Regions from separate parts of the Mus musculus genome. Here all the other regions are linked to region 1. A link is a contact called in public promoter capture Hi-C data. All regions are on one chromosome and are shown on one strand. The core of a region is the stretch at or near the end of the contact, and the rest is flanking DNA. Distances in the headings are between cores, read along the strand shown.

Evidence for each region. Promoter capture Hi-C pulls out the DNA fragments that hold promoters and counts their contacts.
Region 2: a promoter capture Hi-C map of embryonic stem cells shows a contact between it and region 1, with 4 times the contacts expected there. The contact joins the promoter of Cd79b here to the promoter of Mrc2 in region 1. A contact is called at or near these places in 3 of 39 promoter capture datasets (embryonic stem cells, hippocampal neurons and liver) and 1 of 115 datasets of contacts at active chromatin or transcription factors (embryonic stem cells).
Region 3: a contact with region 1 is called in a promoter capture Hi-C map of liver, with 2.1 times the contacts expected there. The contact joins the promoter of Mapt here to the promoter of Mrc2 in region 1. A contact is called at or near these places in 2 of 39 promoter capture datasets (both in liver) and 1 of 484 Hi-C or Micro-C datasets (embryonic stem cells).

Annotation. Positions count from the first base shown.
Region 1 is chr11:105,290,837-105,294,424 of GRCm38.p6, forward strand. Mrc2 (mannose receptor, C type 2) reads left to right here and starts at 1,810. Exons shown (of 30, transcript NM_008626.3): 1 at 1,810-2,065. The coding sequence starts at 1,951.
Region 2 is chr11:106,312,823-106,316,874 of GRCm38.p6, forward strand. Cd79b (CD79B antigen) reads right to left here and starts at 1,740. Exons shown (of 6, transcript NM_008339.3): 1 at 1,596-1,740; 2 at 839-889; 3 at 1-119. The coding sequence starts at 1,662.
Region 3 is chr11:104,230,006-104,233,931 of GRCm38.p6, forward strand. It overlaps Mapt (microtubule-associated protein tau), which reads left to right and starts at 1,431. Exons shown (of 12, transcript NM_001038609.2): 1 at 1,431-1,602.

The DNA.
Region 1 (3,588 bases), core at 560-3,059:
GGACTGATAGTGTGTGTGAACACACAGTGGGTCTTGTGTGAGCAACTGGCTGGAGCCATGTCACAGTTGTGTGATGTCCCAGTGTTGGCTTTTACTCTGCCAGCTGGGTAGTACCAAAACCTGCCCTGGCTGGTGGAAGAGGGATCCGATTGATTCTGTCCCAGAAGCATCCTGTATTTAGGCTGCTCAGATAGGGAAGTGCAGCTCATCCATAGCTGGCAGGTTCTCAAATCCCTCAAGGATGACAAGACTTGTAAGGAGGGAGGTGTCAGGAGAAGACAGCCCTAGCATAGCCAGCTGTGTACAGGACCTTAGGATCCCAAGACATGTCAAACCAAGAAGAGAGGCTCCATGGGGCCAGTGAAGCTGTGAACACTTTCCAGAAGCCAATCTGCAACCCTGCTCAAGTTAGCCTTAGGGTAAGGGGTTTTGTTCACTTGGCTGACAGTCAGGGCTGTGGCTAGCAGAACCTTTCCAGGGGCCTGCAGGTGCTCCTTTTGGGGACCTGCAATCAGTGGGCTATATTAAGCCAAGAATCTCAGTTGGCAGAGTTCAGAAGGGCTAAGGTGGAGCCTCCCTGGAGCAGAGCCTTTATTGCAGAGATACAGAAAGAGTACCTACAACAGGAGTCATGAAAAGTCATGTTTGTTATTTCAAAAAAAAAAAAAAAAAAAAAAAAAAAAGCCCCTCAGTGGCCAGTCCAGGAAACAATAAAACTTATATTACAGTTTTACAGTGTTTTGATCTCTTGTGATGGGAGAAGGTGAGTCTGCTTTGTGCTGTTGGACTCCAGAAATCTCAAGCCTGTTCTCAGCTGGAGCTCCCAAGCATCACTTTCAAGACTGGGAAATCAGAGGTTAGGTGTCGGCTGCTCTCCAAAATCCAGATTCTCAGCCCAGTGCTTTGCTCTGCCATCTGACCTGTTGCATAATGCTAAGTAACTGGATTGTCTTCATGAAATTTCCGTTTTGTTCTTTGCTACCGGCCAGCAGCCCAGCTGGTGGGAATGATGTAGGTCTTCTGGGACATCCAGTGGACCGCTTTTGTCCCAGGTCTCTGGATACAGCGGCCCCTATCAACTCAAGTGTTACATTCTTTGTGCCAGGGACACTGACACAGGAGTCACACATGCTGAAACAAGATGATCAAGAATTGTTTGCGCTGCTCACAAGCAACAGGAGCTCTACCTTCCCCTCCCCCAACCTCCGCACGGGTGGCGCGGAGTTCTGAGCTCCTCCTCTTCCCCATCAGAAATAGGGGAGGGGGGTCTTAGGAAAGGAAATAGCTGATGCTCAGCGCCTAAAACCTGGCAGAAGAGGCTGGATGGAGGGGATGCTGGGGGCCCAAGACTGGCCACCTGAGTCAGTCGCGCATCCCATCCTTCGGCTGGCCAGGCCTCGCAGCAGCCCAGGCTTCGCCACGCGGTGAAGTTCTGCGGAAAGTTTTGCAGTTGCTTCGCCTCTCGCGCCAGCAGGAGAAGCTGTGACGCAGCGTCTGGGGCTCCAGGCCCGGTCTGAAAAGAGAGGGTAGACAAGGCGGGAAGGAATTAAGAAGCAGAATAGGGGAAGATAAAGAGCGCACACTGGGATCCTTGTGGACCTCGCTGATCCTCTTCTCCAGCCTTCGCCTCCTCTCCCTCCCGACACGCACTCCCTTGCGGCCGGGTCCCCAGCCCTGCGCCCCCGCGCCTCCTCCGTCCCCTCCCACGCTGCCCGCTTCCCTTCCCCTCTGCCCCTCAAACCCTCCTCCAGGGTTCTGCGCTCCTCCCTCCGCCCTCCCTCTGCGGGGCCTGCCTCCTCCCTCCTCCTCTCCGGGAGGCATCACTTCGTCCGGACCCGGAGGAGGATGCGATCCCCTCGCCGGCGGTCATCTGAGCACAGCGCTAGGGCTGTCTCTGCACGCAGCCCTGCCGTGCGCCCTCCGTACTCTCGTCCTCCGAGCGCCGCAGGGATGGTACCCATCCGACCTGCCCTCGCGCCCTGGCCTCGTCACCTGCTGCGCTGCGTCTTGCTTCTCGGGGGACTGCGTCTCGGCCACCCGGCGGACTCCGCCGCCGCCCTCCTGGGTAAGGCGCTGCCAACTTGGCCAACTTCGGGAGTCGGGCCTCTTGACTTTTCCCTCCTTTTTTTCTCCCATCTTTTCTGAAGAAGTGCGTGCGTGCGTGTGTGTGTGTGTGTGTGTGTGCGCGCGCACGCGTGTGTGTGCGTGTGTGTGTGTGTGTGTGTGTGTGTGTGTGTGTGTGTGTGTGTGACTGGATTTTTTAAATTCGTCTCCACTTTTCTGGGAGCAAGGGAGGAGATGGGAGGAGGAGCGCGCCTGGAGGTGGGGGAGGACCTGAGTGGAACCAGATGTGGCAGGCGGCGGGGGAGGGGAGCCAAGGCACCGCGGCCTGGGAGGGAGAGGGAGGGCTGGTGTCCGGGCCACCCGGACCCCCGGCGCTCGCCCCGCGCTGGTCTGGGTACCTTGATATACAACCAGAGAGCCAGAGGCGCATTGTTTCTTACTCTGTACGTGAGGGGTCAGTCTGTTCAGCGTCTGGCAATGGGGTCTTTATGTTTTCTTACTTGGTCTTTAAGGACAGCTTGTGGCAGAGGACTTATGCACCGTTCGATCGTAACCCTGTGGAACAGTTTTGTGCCAGGAGAACCGAATGCGCGTGCGTGCGTGTGTGTGTGTGTGTGTGTGTGTGTGTGTGTGTGTGTGTGTGTTCGTTTCTCACTTTGTGTGTTCAATTCTGATCAAATTGGCACTTCTCCAGAGTGGACAGTCTTTGGTGCAAAAGAGTTTCTAAAGATACAAACCACAACCCACAGAAGACCAACCACACAAGCCCCCCAAACTGCACCCTTCTCTTTTCTGTATGTTTTTTTTTGTTGTTGTGTTGTTGTTGTTGTTGTCGTCGTCGTCGTCGTTATTTTAGAACTATCTGAAATGTGAGGTCAGACAGGTCCCTCGACAAGAACCTGAACACTCATAAACATTGATAGGGTAGATCTTGGGGGGCAGAGGCACTCAGAATTTTAAAAAATGTGCTGGGTGTTGCCTCCACATCCCCTTTTTATGTTTAATTGGGGGCTGGGTCAGCGGAAAGGGATGGGACAGCAGCTGCAGCTTTGTGCTAGGACTAGAGGGCCCCCTGAAGAGTCTGAGGCCTTTGCGGTGGCCTGGTGTGCTGTGGGCATTTGCTGAGGGGAAAGGTAGGGTCAGGGTGACCCACAGTTACATAGGAGCCTCCTCTGCCCTTCCCTCCCACCTGGATCTGAAGCCTGCATACACAGGAAGCAAGCCGGAGCCCCTTGTAGCTTGGTAGCATCAGCGTGCCCCTCACCTCCCGGGGTTCTTGCCAGAGCCTTGTTCCTCTGTATAGGACACGGGACTGCAGGATTCGAGGGAGGAGGGAAAGGACAGCCAATTCCAAGAGCCTTAGCTTGGGTTTTAACGCCAGGCCCTGGGAAAGAGCTGGGCCAGAGCGCTGACTTGGTCTTTCCCCCAGGGAGCTTTTGACAGGGGGGTGGAGATGCCTGATGAGGGGCCCAGTCAGGGAGGAAAAGGAGGCTTACAGTGTCCCTGGGCTTCCTGGTCTCTGCT
Region 2 (4,052 bases), core at 490-2,989, 1.0 Mb after region 1:
TCGCTTTCGGAACCAGGTCAGTGCACCTGAGTGGTTTGTGTAGCAGTGAAACTTCACCATGGAGCTCCGCTTTTTGGCTGCAAACCTCGGGTGCTGCCAGATCTGGGAACAAGGGCTTCCTGCGGACATATCAGGGCAAGGTTCAAAATCAGGCTTAGCGTCTTCCTGTAGCCTATCTCACGTGTCTGGGGCATCAGGTTCATGAGGCAGTCAGTAGAGGTATGAGAAGGTAAAGTCTGTGAGAGGCCTCATACTAAGCCACTGGTGTACACCTCTTCCTGATCTAACCTCTGTCCAGTTGTCTTTCATTAAGGAGAATTTTGGAACCTTTCCATTGCTTTTATGTTCACTGGAATGGCCTCACATGCAGGACAGCCTTTTGACCTGGTTGGGTACTTTTAACTCTTTCCTCTACACTTTCCTACACCCACTCCAAATCCTCCAGGTCTGCCCACCATCCCCAGGGTGATAAAGGTCGAATCCTTAGCCTGTCACCCGAGGCCCACCTCCCTTACCCTTCTCAGGGACCCATGCCTCTCAGAGTTCGGGCCTGAGAGGTTTGTTGGGTTTCTAATAAGACAGACCCAGGCCTTTGGCCTTGTGGGCTCCCCTCTAGCACTGTCCTGCTCTGATCCCCAACCTCTGCTTGGTTCTGGCCTTCAGTGGCCAGGGCTGGAGCACACTAGTCTGATGAGAGCGACAGCTGTCCAGCAATGGAGCCTTAATGAGGCCTTGAGGAGGTGTAAATATGGGCGCTCTAGACAGGGAGCTCCAGGCAGAGATAGGGCTGTGTTAAACAGACCCATTTGTCCCAGAAGTGGTGGCTGAGGCAACTAACCTTGGAAATTCAGTGGCAGGTCACTGCTTGTCATTGCTGGTACCGGCTCACCTGGAGGGTGGAAGGAAGTGGGCAGGGCTAGGTCAGACCTCTCTACCCTCAATTGATTGCCCCACCCATAACCCCTCCACATTCCCAGAGCTACTTCCTCCTTCCGGGACTACAGCTTCAAGCCCCTTTAGCTCCCCCGCCCCCGTCCCTGTACTGGAGAGGCAGAAATAAGGTATGGGTACTGGAAATCCCATACCCAGGCCCCCTGCTGCCTTTGATCATCAGGCTGGCCTGTTGCTTCTGTGGAAATGAGAGGGAATCCACAACCAGCAAGGCTCTCCCAGTCTTTCCGGCAAAGAGAGGACAATTCCTGGAACACACTATATTCCAGGATATAGGGAAAGAGCCTTTTCTATGCAGTACCCTCAGGGCCTCTTCCTCCTGCAGCCCCCCGCCCCAACACACACACACACACACACACACTCTTCCAGGTCATAGCTGCCCATGAGATTAATTAGCCCCTTGTACCAAGCTCAACCTGATACCCTCCAGGCTGGAAAGGGCTGGGACACCTTTGACCCTGAGCCCACCATTAAAACCCACAAACTGGGCACAGGACAGTTAGAGGGAGACAGACAAGAAGCAGACAGCAAAATGCAAGAGGCTGAGCCGAGAGACCGAAATGAGACAGGGAATGGAGCCGACCGGCCGACTGACGGTCCTGTCTCAAAGCCAGCGAGCCTATCGTCTGTCACATAAGTCATACCTGAGAAGAGCAGCAGCAGGAACAACAGCCAGTGGCAGGGCATGGAAGACAGCACCAGTGTGGCCATGGTCACTGCTCTGTCTCTGAGCCCAAGGAGGTTTGGGGGCGAAACATGTAACTGTATGTCAGCCTGGGCTGCAGCTTGTCTCCTCTCCGCCTCTTCCCCATTAGGCCCCTTCCTGCCATGCAAATTGAGACCCAGGGGAGGCACCATCCCTCCAGGGACCCTATGGGAGGGCAGCTTCATCAGCTGGTCTGCTAGGACTCGAAGGGTGGTCCTGCCTGGGTAGCACAGCTTTGGGTTCTTGAGAGACCCCCTGGGAAGGGGTTGCTCCTGAATCTTCTAGGGACAGCCAGTGTTTCTAACTCCCTCTGTCCCACTGTGGGTCATCTCTTAGGTCAGCTGGTCTCCTGTGGTTGCCTTGCTCTGGAAGAGTGGGCCTGGGGAATTTAGCTAAATGCACACCAACCTTCTCAATCAGCAGTTTTCAACCTGTGGGTGGCAACTGCACACATTTCTGATGGTCTTAGGAACCCCCAACCATAAATTAATTTTTGTTGCTACTTCAAAACTGTAATTTTGCTACTGAGAGGTGTCTCAGTTCCTAAGACCATTGGAAATATGTGTTCTCTAATGGTGATGACCCACCGGTTGAGAACTGTTACTTAAATGAATCTGACCTTGACTCCTCTGCCCTGGACAACCCTTATCTAACTCTAGGAGGAGATACAGCAAGGACAGACAATTCAGGAGACATACTCACACCAGGCTCCTGGAGAGGTCCAGAGTAGAACTTCTTGGAGTACAGGAAGCCATGTCAAAAGTTGGCTCTGTGGGAAGGGAGCCATAGAGGTTCTTGTGCAAAAGTATGCCAACAAATAGAAGAAAATACAGCCCAGAGTCGGGTGGTGGTGAGTCATGCCTTTAATCCTAGCACTCGGGAGGCAGAGGCAGGTGGATTTCTATGAGTTTGAGGCCAGTCTGGTCTATAGAGTGAGTTTCAGGATAGGCAGGGCTACACAGGGAAATCCTGTCTTGGAAAAAGAAGGAGGAGGAAGAGGAAGAGGAAGGGGGGAGGAGGAGGAAGAGGAGGAGGAAGAAGAGGAAGAAGAGAAAGAGGAGGAGGAGGAAGAGGAGGAAGAAAATGAAGTCTAGGCCCTCAACACAGCCCTCTTCTTCTTGTATAAGAGTTTGCTGTGGGGCTGGTGAGATGGTTCAGTGGGTAAGAGCACCCGACTTCTTTTCCAAAGGTCCGGAGTTCAAATCCCAGCAACCACATGGTGGTTCACAACCATCCATGACGAGATCTGACGCCCTCTTCTGGTGTGTCTGAAGACAGCCACAGTGTACTTACATATAATAAATAAATAAATCTTAAAAAAAAAAAAAAAGAGTTTGCTGTGGGCTCCCAAAGGGGCTGGACTTAAGTAGAAACCACTTAGGGAAAACCCACCACTTAACCATCATGGTTGAAGGGCCTTTTCCAGAGAATTCTGTGGGATGTTGAGATAATTGAAGTGCTGTGTATAGGAGTCCTGAGCTTGAAGGGGGATGTGGGCTGAGATGGGCGAGCCCTCTGCTTCTGCAATGAAGGCTCTTTGGCCCTACCTTGACAGCTGGCAAGACCTTAGGAGAGACCAGAGCGTTCAGGGATTCATCTGAGCATTCAGGGGTTCATCCGAGCTTAGCTTTGTGTCCTTGCCCAGGGTCTTTGCAACTCTTAAAACCTTGGGTGATATCCTTGTCCAAGGTGAAATCGACACAGCTACCTGTGGCAGTCATGTAGATCCTAACCTGTAGCCTAACCCCCTCTGAGCCACCTCTTACTAGCTTCTTTCTCTTTCTTGTCTTCCAGTCCCCAGGAAAGACAGATCAGATATTGAGTCTTCAGTAGCCTCTGTTGACACCCACTGTCCCCACAGCCCATAGGCAGCCTCTGTGGCTGGCAGAGTAGCCCAAATTTGAAGAGTAGCAGTTCCCTTCTTCCTTCAGCAGAGTTGGAAGGTGTGGTAGGGTATCTGGACACTCCTACCCCTGTCCTGAGTTTGTATCTCACTTGACAGTGTCAGGGTAAGCTACTGAGGGAGTAATGTAGGCATAGGTTCTGGGCTATGGATATTGGGGATAAGAGGGTTAAATTTGTATCTGAGAAACAATTCATTCTGGGCAGTCCCAGATGTTTTTTATTCTTTCCAGATGTTCCCAGTGGAAACAAAAATTCTCTGAAAAGGTGTCACAGGAGAAACAGTAAATGTCACCTAAGGTCAGGAAGGGAATTCTGGGCCCTTCCCTGGCAGTGAGACAAAATCAAGGGTCCCCCCTCTTGATAGACTGGACCCCTCTGAGGATCTAGTGACGGAAGCCTTAGTTGGCTGTGGGGTTAGGGAACCTCAAGGTTGAAAGGTTAATAGCCACGTTTTCAGGGGGGACACACACGTGTCACCCAGGCTGTGTGC
Region 3 (3,926 bases), core at 181-2,680, 1.1 Mb before region 1:
CAAAATTTTATTTTGGGGGCTGGAGAGGTGGCTCAGGGGTTAAGAGCACTGACTGCTCTTCTGAAGGTCCTGAGTTCAGATCCCAGCAACCACATGGTGGCTCACAACCATCCACCCCCCCAGCCCAGAAGTGTGTTTGTTTGTTTGTTTGTTGACTCACTTTCACCCTGTAATACAATTCAGGCTGGCTTGGATTCTGCTATATAGCCCAGGCTGATCTTGAACAAGTCTCAGCCTATCTGAATGCTGGGATTACAGATGTGAGCCAACACACCGAGCAGGTACAACGTTGGAGTTTTAGAAACAACTGCTGGGATAGCAGTGCACACCTTTAATCTCAGCACTCTAGAGGCAGAGGCAGGCAGGGGATCTCTGTGAGCTCCAAGCCAGCCAGGGCAACATAGTGAGAACCTGCCTTGAAAAATAAAGAAAAAACGGCATGCAAATGAAAGCTTCAAGACAAGTTTTCGCCTCTTTGGCAAGAAGTAGGTGCCTGTCTCTCTTCCTTGCATTTGAACAGGCTCCAGCTGTCCAAGAGAATTGAGCTTTGGGGAGGTAAGATATTAAGCTAAAGCCACAGCCCACGCCTACGTAGCTGGAAGGAGAACTAATGACCAATTTCAACCGGAAGCTTGACATCCAGCAGGTGGCCATCTCCAGCAGGCACCTTAAAAATTCAGCTCTCACGCTGTACAAAGGTGTTTCAATAAACGAGATAAAAATAACTCTGTGAAAATGCCTTGCAGTGTGTGTGGTAAGCATCATTAGAACTTACCTATTTAAAGATTTTTCTTCGCTAGGGTCACAGTCAAGATACCTAATGGGTTTGAATGCTCCTTGATTTAAAAACAATTGTTTTTCCACGAAAACGCTAAAGTGTATTACGGTCAAGTTAATCTGTTTCGAGAAGATTTGTCAAGGAAATCATTCACTTTGGCCATTAACAAAAACAGGTGGAAAGAAAGCAAGCGAACAGCTGGCCCTGGAAATAGAAAGTGCGCTCTATCTGGAGGGCCACATTTTAGGAGACTCGGGGAGCCTGTAGCACTTGGGGTTCACGGTGTACCGCCTGGAGAGCCAGCGAGGGTGAACTGAAAAGCGGACGATGACCGACACACCGCTCTGCCTGGACCCCGCGGGGACCGAGGGAGGGGACCCCTGGACTAGACAAAGGCTGCAGCCCCGGGAGGCCGGGTGCGCGTGCGCCACGGAATGCGCGTGCGCGCGGCGGTCAGCACCGCGGCCCGAGGCGTGGCGGGACCCGGGGAGGGAAGCGCGGAGAGGGGCGAGCCGAGCGGCGCGGAGAGAGGAGGGTTGAGGGGCGCTCGCGTGCGCCCCCTAGCGGTCGGAAGGGGAGGTGCCCGCCCAGGCCTCGCTGCCCGCCCCTCCCCTAGGGAGGTTCGCGCTCCCGTGGCTCGCGCCTGCGCTGCCCGCCGGCCTCCAGAACGCGCTTTCTCGGCCGCGCGCGCTCTCAGTCTCCGCCACCCACCAGCTCCAGCACCAGCAGCAGCGCCGCCGCCACCGCCCACCTTCTGCCGCCGCCGCCACAACCACCTTCTCCTCCGCTGTCCTCTTCTGTCCTCGCCTTCTGTCGATTATCAGGTAAGCGCCGCAGCTCTGAAATCCAGTCCCCTCTGGCCCTGTGCGCCGTCCTCCTGCCACCCCTCGCCCCAGAGATGGATTTAGGGAGCTGGGCATCAATCAGGCGCAACGGCGGGGGCCTCTCTGCGCCCTAGGCGCTGGGGAGCTGGGAAGGAACGCGTGCAAGAGATGCACGCACGCGAGCGAATGCGTGTATCTATGAGTGCTGGGGTCCCCACTATCGGCTCCGCGCAAATGAGGGGGGCTGTGCCCGCAGGGTGGGGCGCGGATGACGGTGACCTAGGGAAGGGGTTGTTCTGTAATCTGGATCTCAGCCTTTTGCCGCAATGGGCGTGGGTCTGTGAGTGTGCATGGGGGTCCAACGACGACCCCCGAAACAGAACCTGAAATCGGATTTCTCTGCTCCTGATTGCCATCAGCCCTAAGGAAGGTGTGGATCGGGTTCTAGAAAAGATGACTGCCTTCATGTCTCTCCACCTCCCTGACAGCGATTCTGACACGGCCTTCACTGGCCCTGATTTAAGGCGGTGGCCCGCCCCCTCCCCTTTTCCTCCTTCAGAAGCCGGCAGGGGACATTTGGGGGCTGGGAGGAATCCGGAGGATGGGGAGGGGTCCAGGCGCTGTCACGTTAGTCGCCCTTCCCCCTGCGCGCGCTTGGTACAGTGACAGGGGCAGCGCCGTGCCCGAGAGAAGGTAGTGCGCGGATCCCAATGTGGGAGCTCGAAGAGTCAGGGGTCACCTGGCCTCGCGGTGTCAGCGGGCTGGCTGGCAGCGGCTCCCCGCTCGAGGGCGCGCAGCGTTGCAGCCAGGCACAGACCCACGCGAGGGCTGCAGGTGCATTTCGGGGCGCGTTTCTTTCTCTGCGTTCTGCGCCGGGCTCCCGGCATGTGCGCTCCCTGCCGGAGGCGCGGGCTGGCGCGCAGGGCTCGCCCCTCACTGCGGCAGTGGGTGTGGACCTGGGTGGGCGAGGAGGGGGGAGTACGATGTGTCTCCTCCCGCTGCCACCCCTCTCCGTTTTTTCCCCCCTCTCTGAACGCGAGGTGCCATCTTTTTGCGGCGAGTCACGTCTCTATCGTAGCATGCCAAGAGCTGTGGCCAGGCTTTGGAGGACCCGGCTTGGACCCATGTTAAAGAACAGGGGGTGATGAACACGGAAGCCTTGGCGTTTTGCCTCTGCAGCGGTGCGCACCAGAGCGTTCACCTGAGGTCGTCTAGGGGAGCTCGCTGCTTTGTTCGTCGTGTGATTTAGGATCTGCGCTCCCAGCCCTGGTTTTTTGGGGGAGTGTGCGGGGGGAGGCGGGAAGCTTTCATTCGACGAGGATATTTGCCTACGCACTCGGAGCAGCTCCATCCTTTTTTCGCCACTCTTTTCAGACCCTTTGTTGGATCTACAGACTTGCGGCAGCCCACTCCCCAGTTCGACCCAGAGCCACATGGGTGGGATTCGAGATAGACTCTCGTGTGCAGGAGCCCTCAGAGGAAGCACATCCCTCCCCACACCCAGGCCATCCTGAGGACCACACCCCACTTGTGTTTCACTGCTAGGGGAGCCAGATAACCCTCGGGAATGGGGAGATTCGGCAAGCTCAACTCCGCATCCCCACCACCACCACCACCGTTGAACCCTGTTGCCTCTCCCGGTGGGAGAGTGTGAGGAGAGGGTATGAGATCCCCTGGGATACTGCGGCCACACCCATCCCTCCCAACCCAAGGAGAGAGGGTTAAGGGTTGCCATAGGAACCACACCAGCCAGAGGAGGAACCTCTGGGCGTTACCTCACCCCCTACCTCCCACCCCCTACCTCCCACCCCCCCCCTTACTCCGCGGAGATTTAGAATCCTGGGGTAGTCTGATAGTGCCTGGAAGACACGAGGAAGGGGCCCCTCATCCCTGATGCGAGCATCATTCTCTTGGCACTGGCAACCATAGCCATCCAGAGAGAGAGAGAGAGAGATGCCTCTAATGTATTTTATTATAAGCGTGCTGACTGATATTATTTTATTAATATCATTTAAATGAGGGACTTTCATTTTTAAAAAAATCCACATCTACAACAGCCCTTGAAACCAGAGAGGGATAGAAAGCTAAGAGGTCCCAGCCTCCCCACCGTACAGTAAGCTCGGTCTTCGAGGTTTTCTGGTTAATTTTACCGCTGAATACTGGTGCGGGTAAGCAGTTTTGAGACCGATGGATGAGCTTCTTAAGGGCCGAATTGCCCACGTCGACTGCTCACTCAGATTGATGTAGGCTGGGGGTGGAACGCCCTCTCCCGATCAAACCGCGGCCTGAGGCTGTGGCATCGTGGCCGGGCCCGCCTGGCAGAA